Regions from separate parts of the Sus scrofa genome. Here region 2 is linked to region 1. The links are chromatin contacts, called in public Hi-C maps. All regions are on one chromosome and are shown on one strand. The core of a region is the stretch at or near the end of the contact, and the rest is flanking DNA. Distances in the headings are between cores, read along the strand shown.

Region 1 (3,490 bases), core at 564-3,063:
CAGAAAACCAAATGTGTCATGGATCGAGGGAACACTGGAACACCAGATGAGGCACAAAGCATGGTGTATACACTCCTGAAGCCAGATGCACAGATGTGCCCGGTGGCAAGGTGGCAAACACCAGGTGGCCACATTCATGAAAGCAGTAAGGGTCACCCAGGCACAGGCACACACCTCCCTCAGCCAAAAGGCACAGGCCCTCTGAGTTTAGCCATCCTGTCTTTCCAAGTGACTTACTCATCAGTTATGGATTGGAAAATATCCAGCTCACAACAACATTCTGCATAAAACTTGTGTTCGAAGATTTTTTCTGTTTTTTTTTTTTTAAACTTGTCTCTCTGCTCCCGGACTTAACCCAGTGATTCTCTCTTGCACAGGGTTACCCTTGGTCTCCTAGGCTGATCCTGAGTAGGTTATACATCTTGGATGTTGAGCCAAGATATTTTGGACATGAGTTTAAAACACTTCACGTTAAACTACCCAGTCCATAAATTGGTTGAATTCACAGGGATTGGACCAGATGTTTCCCCACTCTTAGCTCTGAGAGATTCTCTAATTGCGCTGTGTATAAACAGACCAAAGGAACAAACTTCGAAGAGAAACAGGTTACTAGGTAAAGGGCTCATTAGTTTTCCTCCAGGTTTATAAATCGGGCTAAGCCATAATAGATGAACCATGTGGAAAAGGACAGCCACAGCTACAAAGTCAGATGGAGAAACATACCATGAGAGACAGAAGGGAGAGAAACAGCCTCTGCTTGAGGTTTTTAATACTGAAAGGACAGCACTTCTTGTCTGCCCTTCCTCCTTGGCTGGGAGCCTATTGGAGGACAAGAGTAACAATACCCCCTCCTGGGTGGGTCACACTTTCACTTTTAGGAAGGATTTCCCCCTAATTCTTTCATTCTAATCTGCAACCCTGTAAGAGATCACAATTCCATCTTCTGAATCAGCGTGTCCACGGGATGGCTCTAACTCCTGAGAATCATCAGTTCTCAACACCCCCAGATTCATCAGAAACCCCAGTTTCTTTTTTTTTTTCTAACTTCCACATGCTTCTGAGAGGAACCAGATCAGGGCCCACAGGCGGCATGGAAGGGAGCGGGAGAGGCGAGTGAGGGGTGTCCCTGGAGGAGGATGGATGAAACCATTAATGAAGGGTAGAGGGGAGCATCAAAGCTTACTCTTGAGGTCAGAAGGTGACATAAGGCAAACTTTTGAGATTTGACCTTCTACTTTGGGGAAAGCCCGACCAGAAAGGGGCTTTTCTACCATCAGAATGTCCAGAGAGTGCCCACCTGTAGCCAGGAGAGCCTTTCCTCCTGGCCCAAGAGCCCACAGAGGTCAAGAAGGAGCTCCACTCCCACCAGAAAATGGGGTGCCATCTGTCACCAGGGGGTCCCAGCCCACCCGAGAGGTCATCCACCAAGACAACCAAGCTCCAAGGGATTGCCCAAGAAGGCGATGGTGCAGACCAGACCTGTCACCTGGACCTCCCGAAGGTGCTGGGGAACGAAGGGAGTCCCCTCCCCGCCCACGCGGACAGAGCTCATTGCCTACCTGGAGCTCGCCCTCAGTGCGGTGCAGTCCCAGGCGCCGAAGCCCCACTGCTAAGTCGTTGACACACAAGCCGCCGTCGCGGTTGACGTCGAGAGTCTGGAAGAGGCTCCACAGGCGCAGCTGGTGGTCCGGCCCCCGCAGACGGCGCCGCCGCACGGGTCTACAGACGCCGGCGACGAGGCGGACGAAGAGGCGGTGGCGGCGGCGTCCGGCGGCGGGGAAGCCACGCAGCGGCACAACACACTGCTCACCATCGGGCGCGAGGCAAGGGCAACGGGCCGGCGGGGAGAGCACGAAAGATACGCGGGTGTCCCCAGACACTGAGCGCGGGCTCAGGGATGCCGGCAAGCTGGCCGGATGGGCGGCTTCCGGGAGCCCGGCCCCGCCTCTTGCCGCCTGGATGGTCACGCCCCTAGGCACGACGCCCGCCACTCATAGACCGGACGGCCACCTAGAGAGGCGGAGCCTCCCCAAGAACTGCCCACGCGGCCCTGGACTTACCCAGATCAATGGAGAGGGCGGGCGATCTCTGCTCAGCCAGGGGCCGATTCAAACTGAGGGAGGTGGGGATTGGCTGGGTCCGGCCGAGAGAGGAAGTCACGCTGTGATAGGCACAAGTCTTGTGATTGGCAGGCAGAAGGCCCCGTGTCATATTTCCATTGAGAAACGTGGTTTAGATGAAGGAATCGTAAAGATTGGAGGAGCTGTCCTATTCGTAGAGATTGTAATATCCGGTGAGAAGTAGGATTTACGTGAGGAGCAACTGTGAGATGCGCTTGCAAGGCAGAATTTGCGCACCTGGATGGAATTAAAAATTAATTGGCCAACATCTCAGGCCGCAAGCACTAGAGATCCTCAGGAGGCCGAGTTTTGGTAATCTAACTCCCTAAACCACAAATAAAAGAGCTGAATTTAACGGCGCAAAACTCGTAAAACTGATGATTGAACGACATGACTATTTTCCAATGGAAATGAATTAAGGCTAGGTTGGGTGGCGCGCTCCGTAGCGACAGACACGCCTTTAGACCAATCATCAGGCCAATTTCAGTAAATAGGCGGGCCCTTGGTTGAATGACAGATGGAAAGAACCAGTGAGCGACGTAATCTGTGAGCCTCGGCCAACCGGGAGGGTGGGTCCCCTGGAGAAGCTCTGGGAGGCGGGAAGAGGGGAAGTGGGCGGATCTCCGCACATCCCGGCGGAAGAGGCAGATTCAGGAAGCCATTACGCAGCTGGCTGGCAGCGGCTGAGCGAGTCGGAGCTGGGCCCTACGCAGTTTGCGTAACGAGGGGGGTTACCAAAGGCCTGGTGCTTGGCCTTGGACAAGCCCAGCCTATCCTCTGTAGGAGGGGGTGGGTGAGGAGCGAGGCTAAGGGAGAAGAGAAGGGGAATTTGGGCGGGTAGGGGATTATAATTTATTTAAAAGGCGGGGTGGGGAGAGGCCATGGCTGTCCCAGCCAAGAAGAGGAAGATGAACTTCTCTGAGCGAGAGGTGGAGATCATCGTGGAGGAGTTGGAATTGAAGAAGCACCTGCTGGTGAACCACTTCAACGCCGGGGTCCCTCTGGCTGCCAAGAGCGCAGCGTGGCATGGCATCCTGAGAAGGGTCAATGCCGTGGCCACCTGCCGCAGGGAGCTGCCCGAGGTCAAGAAAAAGTGGTCTGATCTCAAGACCGAGGTCCGTCGCAAGGTTGCCCAGGTCCGGGCGGCTGTGGAGGGTGGTGAGGCCCCAGGGCCCACTGAGGACGACGGAGCCGGTGGGCCTGGGACAGGTGGTGGCAGTGGCGGTGGTGGCCCAGCTGTAGCCCCGTACTGCTCACCCCCATGCAACAACGCATCTGCAACCTCCTGGGCGAGGCCACCATCATCAGCCTGCCCAGTACCACAGAGATCCACCCCGTGGCCCTTGGACCCACAGCCACTGCAGCCGCAG
Region 2 (3,490 bases), core at 735-3,234, 60 kb before region 1:
GTGTGGCATATGGGAGTTCCCAGGCTAGGGGTCGAACTGGAGCTGCAGCTGGGGGCCATGTCTGCGACCTACACTACAGCTCACGGCAACACCAGATCCTTAACCCACTGAGCGGGGCCAGGGATTGAACATGCATCCTCATGGATACTAGTCAGGTTCGTTTCCACAGAGGAACCCAGTTCTTAAGCAGCAGGACTGCAGAAGACAGAGCGAGGGAAAACAAGGAGGGGTGGGGTCCCACGCGGGCTCATGTGTCCAGGAGACTGGCCGCTAGGGTCAGATACGAATGGGAGGTCACAGAACCTATAGCCCAGAATGGGGCTCCTGGGCTGGTAGGATCTGGGCTATGCCTGGACAGAGGCTCTGTCCTCTCTTCTGTATGAGAACCCTGAGTCTCAGTCACCTGTCCCCAGATGTTGCACAGCAACAGGGAAAAGCACAACCATTCCTGGGATTTGCTCAGACTTGAGCAACCATCCAGCTCAGCCACAGGCAGGAGACCCCCCTGGCTGGAATGAATTAAGGAAGAGGCAGTACAGGGACCCAGGGTAGTGAGCACTGGATGGCAGGCAGAGATGCAGGCCTGACCCTACCTCTTGCCAATCTTTCCAGGAGGACACAAGGGAGAATTTGCCAAGTGGTTTGGTGGAAGATTGGATCACTGGGTTTCCTTCCTATACTTGGCAAAGGTGGAGAAGCTGCTGAGTGGGCAAAAAATAGGCTTCTCTAAAACACTGGCCTCACCAGCCTCCAGGCTCTGCCCATTCGTTTTCTCATTTAATCCTGGCCCATCTCAATGCAGGAGACACTACCCGTCATTCTTATTTTGCAGATGGGGAAACGGAGGCTCCAGAAGGTGAGAAGGGAGCTGAAGGTTCTCTCTCCACACCCCCACCCCACCCCCCGCAGTGCTATGCAGGCAACAGGCGGCTTCTGTAAGCAAGTCACATTCACCAGGGCTTCAGGCCACACCAGCAAAGGGGGCAGGGGATGCTGATTCAGCAAATTGGCACGCCCACCCAGAGGGTCCACGCCCGGCCCCGCCCTCTTGAGGAGCCCCCGTCTCCAACGGGCCTGAAAGAAGTGGCTAGAACAAATCCAAATCCAAAGGCCCCCAGTTTCCTCATCTGTGGCCTGTGGCCACAGTTCTTGAACGCTGCAGTTTCCAGAGACCCGCTAGCAGTGCTCGCCCTGAACCCCGGGAGCACGCCTGCAGCTCCGGACCCACCCGGGGGCGAGGGGATGGAGGAGGGCTCTGCTGTTCCTTCCCGGCCCCTATCCCACACCCCAGGTCTCTTCCCAAGAGAGCACCCCCGAAAAAGCAAATGTCGCCTCAGCAGCCCCTCTGGGTCGCCTGCTTCTCCAAAGCCGTCGTTCCCGCCTTCCGAGCCCAGGTCCCGACATTGCGGGCTAGGGCGCCATAAGGACCGCGGGACGATCCAAGGCGGCGAGGGTCGCGCAGACAGCCGGCACCAGGAGGAAGGTGGAGGCGGTGGAAGGAACTCAGAGCTGGAAGAGTGGAAAGCGGCAAAGGAACCCACTCGGATGGCTGGTGCCCTGACCCCAGGGTCGGAGCCCCGAGGCCCGAGCTCCGCCCCTGATCCGCCCCGCCCCATCCAGAGCAGGTTCCTCTGAGCAGCCCTGCTCTCTCTTCTTCTGGGGCAGTCAAGCTCTGTGCCCGCCTGTCTTTCAATCTCTGTCTTGCCCCGCCCACAACCTGTTCCGCCTACAAATCCCCCCTCCCACTCCAGGAGCACCGCTCCACTCGCGATCGCCGGGCGGGGCCAACCTGGGGCTGCCCGCCGAGAAGCCTAGGTGGCTGAGGCTCGGGCCCTCGACTTGGGCGAAGGAGCCCGACAGAGGGACAGAATATCTTGGGACCCCAATTCTCTCTGTTCCATCCTGCCGCTGGGGACCTGCGGGTCGGCCAGCCGGCGCCTCGGGTTGGGAGAAATCTGAGACACGTGGTTTCTAAAGCCCCCAGAGTGCACGGAAAATTTTATGGTTCAGGTTACAGAAGAAATTGGGCAGCGGTGCGGGAGGGCAGAAAAAGCCCCAGTCGCGGGCTCCCACCTACTGCGGGTCCGGTGGGCAGTTTCCGTGGCTTTCCTGGACCCGATGCCGTGACGCTATCCCCAGTATCCTAAAGGGTTCAATCTCTTTCTATTGGTTGCATATTACGGATGACGCTGAGGGCCATAAGGCGAACTACGCGGCCGAGTTCCTACGTTCGGCTCCGGGTCACCGCCGCGACCGGTTACATCTACGCGTTAGAAGCGGGGACAGTTAGCAGATCTCCCTAGATGTTTCTTTGTTTCTGACGGGTGTGTGAAAGCTGGGTGCCGGGGACTCACGCCCCGTCCCATGAGAGCTGTCCCTTCCCGCTCCGCTTCACAGTCACCCCTGGCAACCTCCAGGCGCCGGAGACCCGCCCCTTTAGAGAGAGCCTGAGCCCGGGCCATCTTTGTTTCTCGCGCCCTCCCGCGGTGCCGGCGAAACGAACATGGCCCATGCTGCACGGGTTCTCTGGCCCAGCGGGCGCGCCCTGGCCTGGAGACTGGGCGGTCGTCCCTCTCTAAGACTCCCCGAGCAGAGCCGGGCGGGCTTCACCGGAGCGGCGGGAGGCCCAGGCCCCACCGCCACCACCCGCAAGGGGGGCCCACGGCTCCTGGGGGCGGCAGCACTGGCCTTGGGGGGCGCCCTGGGGCTGTACCACACCGTGCGGTGGCACCTTCGCGCCCAGGACCTCCGAGCGGAGCGCACAGCCGCGCAGGTAAGCCCTGGCCAGACCGAGCCTTGGGTGGGGGCGCTGGGATCAGCGCCGAACTTCGGGACTTCTGGGAACCGGCGGGGTCAGGAATCGTCTCCTCTGTCCATTCTTGACCTTGAGCGAGTGACTTGGTTTTAAGTCTCTGATCCCTCAGCGTCCTCATCTGTGAAATGGGGCGCTAATGTCAGCTAACGAGAATTGTCTTTGTTTTAAGGTCGTTTTTCTAACCGGCTTTAAGACTTCTTAATAGAAAGATTTGGCGATCACTGAAACGGAAAGCCTCTTTCACAGTTTATCACTTTAGCAAACGTTTGTCTCCCTCCTACCGTCTCCAAATCCTGAGGTTGTGTGTTTATTTATTAGTACTATTATTAGTGTTTTTACGAAACCGATGACCCTAGCTGCCCTTACGATGCTTTGTACACAGCACCAGCCCCGTCCCATCACACCCCACAGGCGCCTGGTTTCGGAATCCAAGGGAACCAGAATGGCAGATGGGGAGTAGATTTCTCTGTATCTCCCTGTCCACCCCCCCCCCCACCCATGGTCCAGCTTCAGTCTCCCATCTCTGAACAGCGTCGGGGGCGAGGCGACTGCAGCTGTGCCTTTCAGATAGGAATCTGCAGCGAGCTTACCTGGGGCTCTCCTGCTGTGCATGTTCTATGCAGGTCCGTGGCCCAGATACAAGGACTCCCCTCTTGGAGACTCGGAAACGCTGGG

Evidence for each region. Hi-C and Micro-C count contacts between places; a contact is called where the count stands out from the background.
Region 2: a contact with region 1 is called in a Hi-C map of skeletal muscle, with 2.4 times the contacts expected there. The contact joins the promoter of PTGES2 here to the promoter of SLC25A25 in region 1. A contact is called at or near these places in 2 of 5 promoter capture datasets (fetal liver and liver), 20 of 47 Hi-C or Micro-C datasets (blood, embryonic fibroblasts, epiblast stem cells and 9 more) and 2 of 2 datasets of contacts at active chromatin or transcription factors (alveolar macrophages and skeletal muscle).

The regions. Positions count from the first base shown.
Region 1 is chr1:268,530,075-268,533,564 of Sscrofa11.1, reverse strand. SLC25A25 (solute carrier family 25 member 25) reads right to left here and starts at 1,813. Exons shown (of 11, transcript NM_001164510.1): 1 at 1,692-1,813; 2 at 1,560-1,689. The coding sequence starts at 1,813. It overlaps NAIF1 (nuclear apoptosis-inducing factor 1), which reads left to right and starts at 2,037. Exons shown (of 5, transcript XM_003480616.4): 1 at 2,037-3,359; 2 at 3,362-3,490. The coding sequence starts at 3,002.
Region 2 is chr1:268,589,850-268,593,339 of Sscrofa11.1, reverse strand. It overlaps PTGES2 (prostaglandin E synthase 2), which reads left to right and starts at 1,984. Exons shown (of 7, transcript XM_001927936.5): 1 at 1,984-2,773. The coding sequence starts at 2,504.